Linked DNA regions of Mus musculus: all the other regions are linked to region 2. A link is a contact called in public promoter capture Hi-C data. All regions are on one chromosome and are shown on one strand. Each heading gives the region's core, a stretch centred on a gene start, on an enhancer-like site or on the middle of the called end of the contact. The rest is flanking DNA. Distances are from core to core; before and after follow the strand shown.

Region 1 (3,015 bases), core at 292-2,791, 1.1 Mb after region 2:
TAAACTTTTAAAAAAGAAATCAATTCCAAGCACCTGAATGACTGCGCCCAACTATCTGTAGGAGATATGTCGCCCTCTTAGGCAGCAGGCACACAAAGTGGTGCACACACAGACACACACACACACACACACACACTGCAGGCAAAACACCCATACTATGGAATGAAATAATTATTTTTAAAAAGAAAAGAACTCGGATTTAGAGTAAAATAAACCCAACTACTAACTCAATGATTCCAGGCAAATTACTTTGCCTTTATAAACTCACTGCATAAAAGTGATGTTCCGGGCTGGAGAGATGGCTCATAGATTAAGAACACTAGCTGCTCCTCCAGAGGTTCTAAGTTCAATTCCCAGCAACCACATGGTAGCTCATAACCATCTATAATGTGATCTGGTAACCTCTCTTCTGGCCTGCAGGCAAACATGCAGCCAGAACGATGTATACATAATAAACAATTCTTGGGGGGTTTTTCTTTTCTTTTGTTTTTTAGTGATATCCCTTAGCATAGCACATCCTGTGTGGCACCATCTGGAGGATGGGACTGATTTTGCTCATTTGTCTGTTTGAGGCAGCATCTCTCACTCTGTATGCTAGACCAGCTTCGCTGTGTAACCCAGGTCAGACGGGGCACGGGATCTTGGAATGTAGCCAGGCCAGCCTAACATTCCTCCCCGGGTTTGGACTGCAGACGAGTCACAGTGTACACCACAACGTGTCTTTGTACAAGTTCGCAGGGGGTGCTGCTCCTTCTGTCCTTTCAAAACACATCCTGGGAAGTGCTAACAACACACAGTGAGGACGGGGTAGCTAGCCCGACACCTACTACTTTTCTATTCCCCCTAGTGGGGTTCTCCCCTGGTTTCAACTTGCCTCATCCTTAGGAAAGAATTTCTCTCTTGGGATCTCAGCTTCACATTCGGATCTCAGAAGAGAACGCTGAGCAAGAGGAGACGTTAGGGTTCACAGAATTGTTTTTTTTCCCGTTGAGACAGGTTGTCGTGACCGGGGACTTACCATCCTCCAGCAGGTAGACAGGCTTGCACCATCGCCAGGCGAGGGAACTTTGGTTTGGTTTTTGTTTTTGTTTTGTTTTCCATAGTCATGAACAAAGTCGTGAATAACGTGTAGGTTTAGGAGAGAACGCACAGAAGGTAACTCCAGTGGGGCAGCCCAGGGCTTCCGGGGACCAAGGACCCGGCTCGGGAGGCGGAGCAGGATGCAAGGCCACTTCTTCTTTGTGTCGCTCCGGGGGACGAGCCGCGGCTCAGCCGGCAAGGAAACGTACAATCTCGGCTTTCCTCGGAGGGGCTGTGCCTCAGTCTTCACAGCGCCTCCTCGCGCACAGATCGCCTCCGGGCCGCACTTGTCCCTTCTCGCTCACCGTCCCCTGGCGTCCGCCGGAAGCTTCTGTCACTTCCGCCCACCGGAGGGGACGCTCGCGTCGAGGCGTCGCCGAGCTTCGGAGCCGACCGCCGCGTGGCCGCCGATTGGCTGCGTGCGCACGTCATCAGGGCCCCGCCCCTCCCTCGGCGGCGCCTGCTCCGTGGAGCTTAGCGAGCCGGCCGCTGGGCAGAGCGAGCAGAGCCTCGGCGGGCCACTGTCCCTCGCTGCCCGGACTACCGCTGCCGCCCCGCGCGCCGAGTCCCGCGGTCCCAGACCCCGACTCCCTTCGGCTTGGCCCGCGCGCCCCACGCCCGGCTCGGGCGGCGCGACGGGAGGATGAGCGGCGGGCGGCGGAAGGAGGAGCCGCCTCAGCCGCAGCTGGCCAACGGGGCCCTCAAGGTGTCCGTGTGGAGCAAGGTGCTGCGGAGCGACGCGGCCTGGGACGACAAGGTGCAGAAGGCCCGGCGAGGGAGGACGGGCCCGGGTCTCCCTCGCCCCGGCCAATCGGCCGGGCGCGGCCATGGGAGCAGGGAGCGGGGTGCCAAGGGGGCCGGCGCGTAGTGGAGCGAGCGGAGCCCCTGCTATCCCCCGCCGTTTGCTCCGCAGGATCCGGAGTAGTTAGCGCTTCTGAAGACTGCGCACGTGCCGGGTGCGGAATCCCTGAAGTGCGTTTACTTTGCACATTGCGAGGGGTGGCTCTGTCCTTGCTCGCTTAGATGAGAAAGAAGACATGCCCTGTGAGCTTTAAGATTCGAGAGCCGGTTCTAAGACCACCTTAAGAGGGTGTGAGTTAGTAAGAAAGTCGCTAGACATGGGTTAGAAGAGGTTGGGGACTTAAAGATGCACTCGCTGGTCATCTCCAGAGGATCTGAGCCTGGACGCCTCCTATCATTGCTCCATTCTGTGATCTTCAAGCCTGTCACCATTCAGCCCGATTCTAGATGGTTTGAAAAGAATGCTATATTTGGACTCCTTCCGTTGTTTGGACTGTTGAAATTGGGCTTCCCTCCCTTCAGTTCCGCCATGGAGGGGGGGAGTACTTCCTGAAGGTGCCCTTGGCCTGCCCCCAGCCCTGCCCAGCTCTTGCAAAACCTGTCGTCTTTGTGAACTGCTGTGTCATATTTTTTATCTTCCCCGGTCCAAGGACTGGTGTCTGGAGTCCAGGGCAGTTCACAAACCTGAGTGCTCTTTGTTGGGTGAAACTTAGATGAGCTGGCACAGGCCTAAGCACACACTTCTCCACCACCACACTTTCCTAACTCTGGCTTTCTCAAAAGTCGCTGTACAGGAAGGGTGGGAACTGAAGTTAATAGTTTTTCTTCCTGGAGACTCTCTAGAACTTAGCTGGCCAGCCAAGGGTTATCTGTGGCCAGGAGCACAGTGCCCATTGTCACTTCAAAACAAACTTCTATTTACGCAGCTTCTTTTAAAGAAGTAACGACTTCTCTAAAATATGGTAGAGAACAGGCTCTGGAATTAGTCACTTAATAGTCTAAATATATTGTTTCCCATCACACTTTAGTAGAAGGAATGACAGAAGAACCACATATGGAGCAAGGTGGTGGTGGTAGTGCACTGGGAGGCAGAGGTCGGGGAATCCCTGAGTTGCAGGCCAGCCTGGTCTACAG
Region 2 (2,929 bases), core at 303-2,802:
ATAAATATTTGTAGTACGAGGATAATGAGGCAGGGGTGAGAGGGAGCACCTGCAATCCAGCACCTGGGAAGGAGAGGCAGGAGCACCCCAAGTTCATGGTCATTGTTGGCGATGTGGTAAGTCTGAGGCCAGCCTGAGCTATGTGAGACCTATCTCAAACAAGCAAGCAAGCAAGAAATAAAAGACCTCAGCAACTGGAGAGATGGCTCAGTGGTTGAGAGCACTGGTTGATCATCTCATACCCACAGGGCACCTCACACTGTCTGTAGTTCAAGTTCCAGGGAACCTGACACCCTCACATGGTTATAGATACAGGCAAACAGCCAGTGCGCACTAAATCAATAAATCATTCTATAAAAACGAAGCAAAACAAAACAAAACAAAAACCAACTCAGGATTACAGCCCTAGTGTCAGTTTTGGCTAATGCAATGATTCTTTGCTCGACTGGGTTCTTTATTCCAGTGAAAATGAAAAGATGATATGGTAACACAGAATTACTAAACGAAAATGAATCAGGTGACTTGTATGTATGGCGGTGAGAGGAGTTGGTATGAAGCTAGACGGGAAATATTTTTCAGTCATAAAGAGTACACCAACTACAAAGGGTCTTAACTGTGGGGAGAATAACGTTCCTCCTGGGCCTGTGCGCCCACCTATAAAATGAAGGAGTTGAGTTTCCTGACTCCCGGGAGTTTTTTCAAAATATTTTGTGACTCCAGAAATGTCCCCAAGTCCTCATACGTGGTTGCCTGTTCGGCTGAGGTGAGTCCAGAGGGCTAGCCTGCCAAGTTAAGCCAAGACTTTTTTGTACTGTGAAAAGCTGTGTAGTTCTGACAGCGCTGGTTTGGACTGAGGGGACGGGGTTGAATCAGCCCAGGTCGGAAACTTTCCACAATCAGTGAGACCATGAAGCCACCAGCCCTCCTATGATCCCGGCCAACCCCCTTGGCCCTCAAGCTGGCTCTACCTGCCCCAGGTGTCGTGCCCATCACAGGTGAGAGGTCTCAGCTCATCGTAGGGAAAGGCATTTTCCAGGTAACTGTCGTAGGCGTGGTAGAACATGGCCTTGACTCGCTCCCTGGTTCGAGGGATGAGAAATAAGGTAGGGGGCCAGAACACAAAACCAGGCGGGAGAAAGGACCAGACACAGGACGGAGAATGGGAACCACAAAATGATTTCTGCCGAGGGCCCAGCAGCGGGACCAGAGCACGTCAGGGTGGGGGTCCTGGGGTGGAGGGAAGGGAAGGGACCCGGTGGGCGCTTGCCACTCCCCAGCCGTAGAGAGCGGGAGCCTGGCCCCCTTCACCTGTAGTGGGCGGGGTCGGGCGCGGTGCCGTCGGGGCCTGGCGCACCATGGTGCAGGGGTAGCAGCACGCACACGAGGCCGAGCGGGATGAGTAGCCGGAAAGGCATAGAGCTCGTGTCCTGTCAGTGCCGCCGCAGCAGCTGCAGCCACCGCCACCAGCTCATCCTCCGAGCCGCGGCTGGTTCTTCCGGGGATACGCACCACGACGCCTGCGCGTTGGGCAAGAAGCCTCTCACTTCCTGACTACAAAGCCCAGGATGCAATGGGCGGTGGAGCCCTGGCAAAAGAGCATCTCGGGATTTCTGGTCTACAGAGAGGAGTTCAACGTGTCTTAAAGACAGTGGTTGCTGTGGCTGCTGTTAATAATGTTTTCACAATCCCAGTTTCTGTTTGTTGAGCACCTTCGGTGAATTAAAGTGTTAGGAGCACTTTACAGGCGCCATCTAGTTAATTTTTGTTTTTTTTCCAAATACCTTTTAAAGGAGGGGCTAGCAGGTACTCAAGATTTGAGCAGATGCCTATGTAAATATGGATGAAAAATGTTCGGCTTTGACTATAATAGACACAGGGTTTGACAAACCATTGTGTAAGTAAACTCTAGAATTATTTTCCCAAAGCCTTAAGGTTTCCAGAAATCCCTTTTGTTCTAGGAATTCATACATTTATGACGGTCTTTCACTTTAGGGTGCCATGAAATCACGGTCCCTTCAGTCTCTAAATCAACCCAGGACTTTACCTGGACCATCTCAGTGGCTGCCATCCCTGGTGAGAATGAAGACCCAGCATTCTTCCTTTAAGAACATCTGGGCCGGCCGGGCGGTGGTGGTGCACGCCTTTAATCCCAGCACTTGGGAGGCAGAGGCAGGCACATTTCTGAGTTCGAGGTCAGCCTGGTCTACAAAGTCAGTTCCAGGACAGCCAGGACTACACAGAGAAACCCTGTCTCGAAAAAACAAAATAAAACAAAATAAAAAGAACATCTGGGCCAGTTTCCCCACTCTCTTGCTAGGTCCTAGACTCTGTTAGTGCGCTATCTACAGCAACCCCCTTCTCTTTGGTCAGTGGAATGAGCTGTAGACAACCCTAGATTTGAAGTTCGATTGGGGTTCATTACGACTCTACCATTCACACATAACCTATATAACCTTAAAGGAGTCCCTCTCATCCTCCAGGCACAGCACCCACATTTATGAAAGGGTTTGTCTAAACTGATATTTGAGATCCTTTTAATTTGAACTTTTCTTTAATTCTAGCATTGCCCAACTCTTCTTTGCTGAAAAATTCAGAGGGAAATGGCTGCTCCATTTATTGAGCAAAGTGCAGGCAGACTCTGCCTTCTTTGGCCCAGTTGTTTGTTTGTTTGTTTGTTTGTTTGTTAATTCTTGTTCTTTGACAATTTCATATATGTATGAATATGTTCTGGTCACCGCCCCTCCCCCATTACCTTCACCATTCTTCTCTCCTCCTTTTTCCTCCCAAACCCCTCCTACTGTCATTTTTTGTGGTTGTGATTGGGGTAGATTAGGTTTAATTAGGGCTGCTTACATAAGCATAGGTGAAGAGTTATAAGCAAGTTTGGAGCACACAATAATATTATTTATTTATGTACATGAGGATTTTG
Region 3 (3,003 bases), core at 442-2,941, 1.3 Mb after region 2:
ACAGCTGGAACTCAGTTTTTTTTTTTTTTTTTTTTTTTTTGGCCAACCAGGACCCAGGCATTTGGGGGTGCAAAGACTGCGCCTGACCTGGCCGGGGATGGGGGTGGGGTTGGGGGGGATCTTACTGAGGATAAGACCCGGGCCTGCAGCCTGCTATGTATTATTTAATTCTAGTTAGGAAAATTAAGCAGGGAAGATGAAAATTTTGTGGAGCCTTTGAAGTGTGGAGGAGGATTTGCTAAGGGAGGAAAAGGCAGTTTGTGCTAGTTATTTTGGGGGCAAAAAAAAAAAAAAAATCAACACATTTTTATAGCTGTTCATTTGGAACTCAAATCAAAGGAGGTGTCTTAGATTCTTCACCACCGTGTCAACGCTTTCTCGTTTTATCTTAAAGCCTGAAAATGCTCAAGACCAGCTTTGGAGCAGAGCCAGAAAGTCCCAAAAAGAGGTGATACTGGCTAAATCTGCTCTGTCACCTCCACAAGTCCAGCCAGCCCAGCCAGCCTAGTCCTGACAGCTAGAAAAGAAATGCTAATTATACCTTGGGGGGCTGGGGGGGGGACACCCTGGGGGAGGGGAGTGGGGTTGACGCAGGAGAGGCTTACTGTGTTCTACCAGGGAGCCACAGGGGAGAGCCTCTCAGCTTAAGCCATGAGGCTCCAAGTCTACCTGTGACATGCAGGAGAGCTCTGCAGGGGGAAAAAACGGCTTCGAGAAAAAGAAGGGAGAAAGCACTGGATAGGGAAGCAGCGAGGTACAAAGGTGAACCGATCTTAATAAAACCTTTAGCAAGATCCCTGGCACAAAGCGAGTATTTGGGAGGGAGCCAGTTCACGTTAACATCGCGATTGTTATCACAACAGCATTTCCACCGTACTGACCAGAAGATAATTCTATTCGTAGCCCACTTTTACGACCTTTAAAAGCAACTCTAGATAAATGACAAGTGTATTCCCCACCGCCCCAAATTTAAAGATACAAGGTCAAACCCCACCAGCTCTGGCTGTGAAAGCCCCACCGCCTCTGAGTTAAGAGAGCTGGCCGTGTCACTTGTCAGTTGCATGACCTTGGACGCGACATTTCACCTCTCCGTGCCTCAGTTTCTTTGGCTACAAAGTGGGCTTTAGACAAACCGTGGTCCTGTGGTCCCAGGAGAGAAGAGTGCCTCTGTGGCTTTGGGAAGAAACCCACAGAAGGCGAGTCCAGGCCCCTGTCAAAACTCTCTGGGCTGTGAGGGGCAACGGGGTAGGTGGATGCTCAGCTCTAGGAGCTCCGTGCTCCGCCGTGAGAGGCGGAGAACGGGTGACAGCCTCAGGGGGTTCCAGCGACGGAGGGTGCAGACCTCTGTAGCGACGCCGGACCCCAACAGGTCACACGCTGCCCTCCGCCGACTAGGTACCGGCAGGGGCGCGGGAGGCCGGGCTGAACGCGATAGGCTCGGGGGGCTCAGAGAAGGCCGACCGCGAGGACCCGGGGCTGGTCGCGTGGCCATCGGTCCGCAGCGCACAGAGGAGCGACACCCGGGCGGGCGTACCGCGCGGCGCGCCCTCCGCCCGCTGTGGTAGAGGCGCTCACTCACCTGAAGCGCTAGCGCGGGGCCGTCAATCTACAGCAGCAGCGGCAGCAGCAGCAGCAGCAGCAGCAGCAGCAGCAAGGAGGGGGGGCGCTGCGCAGCGCAGGCGCGCTGAGGATGCCGGGGGTTTACGCATGCGCAACGCGCCTGCTTACGCTAGGAACTACAGACAAAATGGTGGTCAGGCCTACAGAGTCTCTAGCAGCGCCATCTTGGCTGTAGTTTTTCTTCTTGCGGTGTCCCGGAGGCTGTTGCTCAGAACTGCCAGGAGGGGATGTGAAATGTTTTCTCTGCACACCTACCTCTCCCTCATGGTTGAATTATTAGTAAGCTCTTATGGGCCATGACATACTTGTTTTAACAAGGTTTAAAGCTACACTCAAGATCATCTGGCACTCCTGAGCCTCAGGGATTCGATTTCCAGGAATCAAATTCCTAGTCCTCTTCCATCTTTTACAAATGGCAGCCATATTATTTCCTTCTTGAGTAGAACAAGAGAGTTGGTTACTTCACACAAAACAAACAAAAAACGACTGAACATATTATTGACTCAACAATTAAAGATTTTCATTGTTAATTGTGCATATACGAGCATCTGTGCAGGGCAGTGATGTTCATATAAATGTAGCAGATTCCTACTAAAGACAGCTGCAGAATGTTGAAATGGGAGATTACAGACATGAATTCCAGTCCTCTCTACGAACAGTGCACATCTAAACACTAAGTCATCTCTCCAGACTAGAATCAAAACGTTGCCTGCATGTGCTGGCAACTTTTATGTCAATTTGAAATAAAGTAATTTGGGAAGAGAATCTCAGTTGAGAAAAGGCCCCTAGTAAATTGGACTGTGTAGTGTATTTTCTTAGTAATGACTGATAATGGGAGCACCCAGCCTACTATGGGTAGGTGGCCCTGGAGGGGATAACAAAGCAAGCTGAACAAGCCATGAGAGAAGCTGGGAAACAGCACTCCTCTATGGCACAAGGGTCACCATACCTTTGGGAGCTGACTCTTTCACAGGGCTTACATATCAGATATTTATATTTGATTCATAACACTAGCAAATTAGTTATAAAGGAACAACAGATAATTGTGTGTCTGGGGCTCACCTCAACATGAGCAACTTATGTTATTAAAGGGTTGTAGCATTAGGTAGGTTGGCCTATTATCAGTTTCTGCCATCTTCCTTCAGTGAACTGTCTACCTAGAAGGGTAAAATTAAACAAACCCAGGCCAGGCCCAAGCCAATCTGAATGAAGGCAAAACTAGTATTGAAGGCATTTTATTACATGATTTATATTTTTTTTTTTTTAAGATTTATTTATTACATGTAAGTACACTGTAGCTGTCTTCAGACACACCAGAAGAGGGCGTCAGATCTCGTTACAGATGGTTGTGAGCCACCATGTGGTTGCTGGGATTTGAACTCT

The links. Promoter capture Hi-C pulls out the DNA fragments that hold promoters and counts their contacts.
Region 1: a contact with region 2 is called in a promoter capture Hi-C map of pre-B cells, with 2.1 times the contacts expected there. The contact joins the promoter of Rab5if here to the promoter of Edem2 in region 2. A contact is called at or near these places in 1 of 39 promoter capture datasets (pre-B cells) and 1 of 115 datasets of contacts at active chromatin or transcription factors (microglia).
Region 3: a contact with region 2 is called in a promoter capture Hi-C map of pre-B cells, with 5 times the contacts expected there. The contact joins the promoter of Ndrg3 here to the promoter of Edem2 in region 2. A contact is called at or near these places in 2 of 39 promoter capture datasets (liver and pre-B cells) and 1 of 484 Hi-C or Micro-C datasets (B cells).

The regions. Positions count from the first base shown.
Region 1 is chr2:156,861,581-156,864,595 of GRCm38.p6, forward strand. It overlaps Rab5if (RAB5 interacting factor), which reads left to right and starts at 1,542. Exons shown (of 4, transcript NM_026124.3): 1 at 1,542-1,837. The coding sequence starts at 1,724. 5430405H02Rik (RIKEN cDNA 5430405H02 gene) reads right to left here and starts at 1,365. Exons shown (of 3, transcript NR_027914.1): 1 at 1,019-1,365.
Region 2 is chr2:155,727,923-155,730,851 of GRCm38.p6, forward strand. Edem2 (ER degradation enhancer, mannosidase alpha-like 2) reads right to left here and starts at 1,553. Exons shown (of 11, transcript NM_145537.2): 1 at 1,309-1,553; 2 at 969-1,079. The coding sequence starts at 1,415.
Region 3 is chr2:156,990,420-156,993,422 of GRCm38.p6, forward strand. It overlaps Ndrg3 (N-myc downstream regulated gene 3), which reads right to left and starts at 1,692. Exons shown (of 16, transcript NM_013865.2): 1 at 1,580-1,692.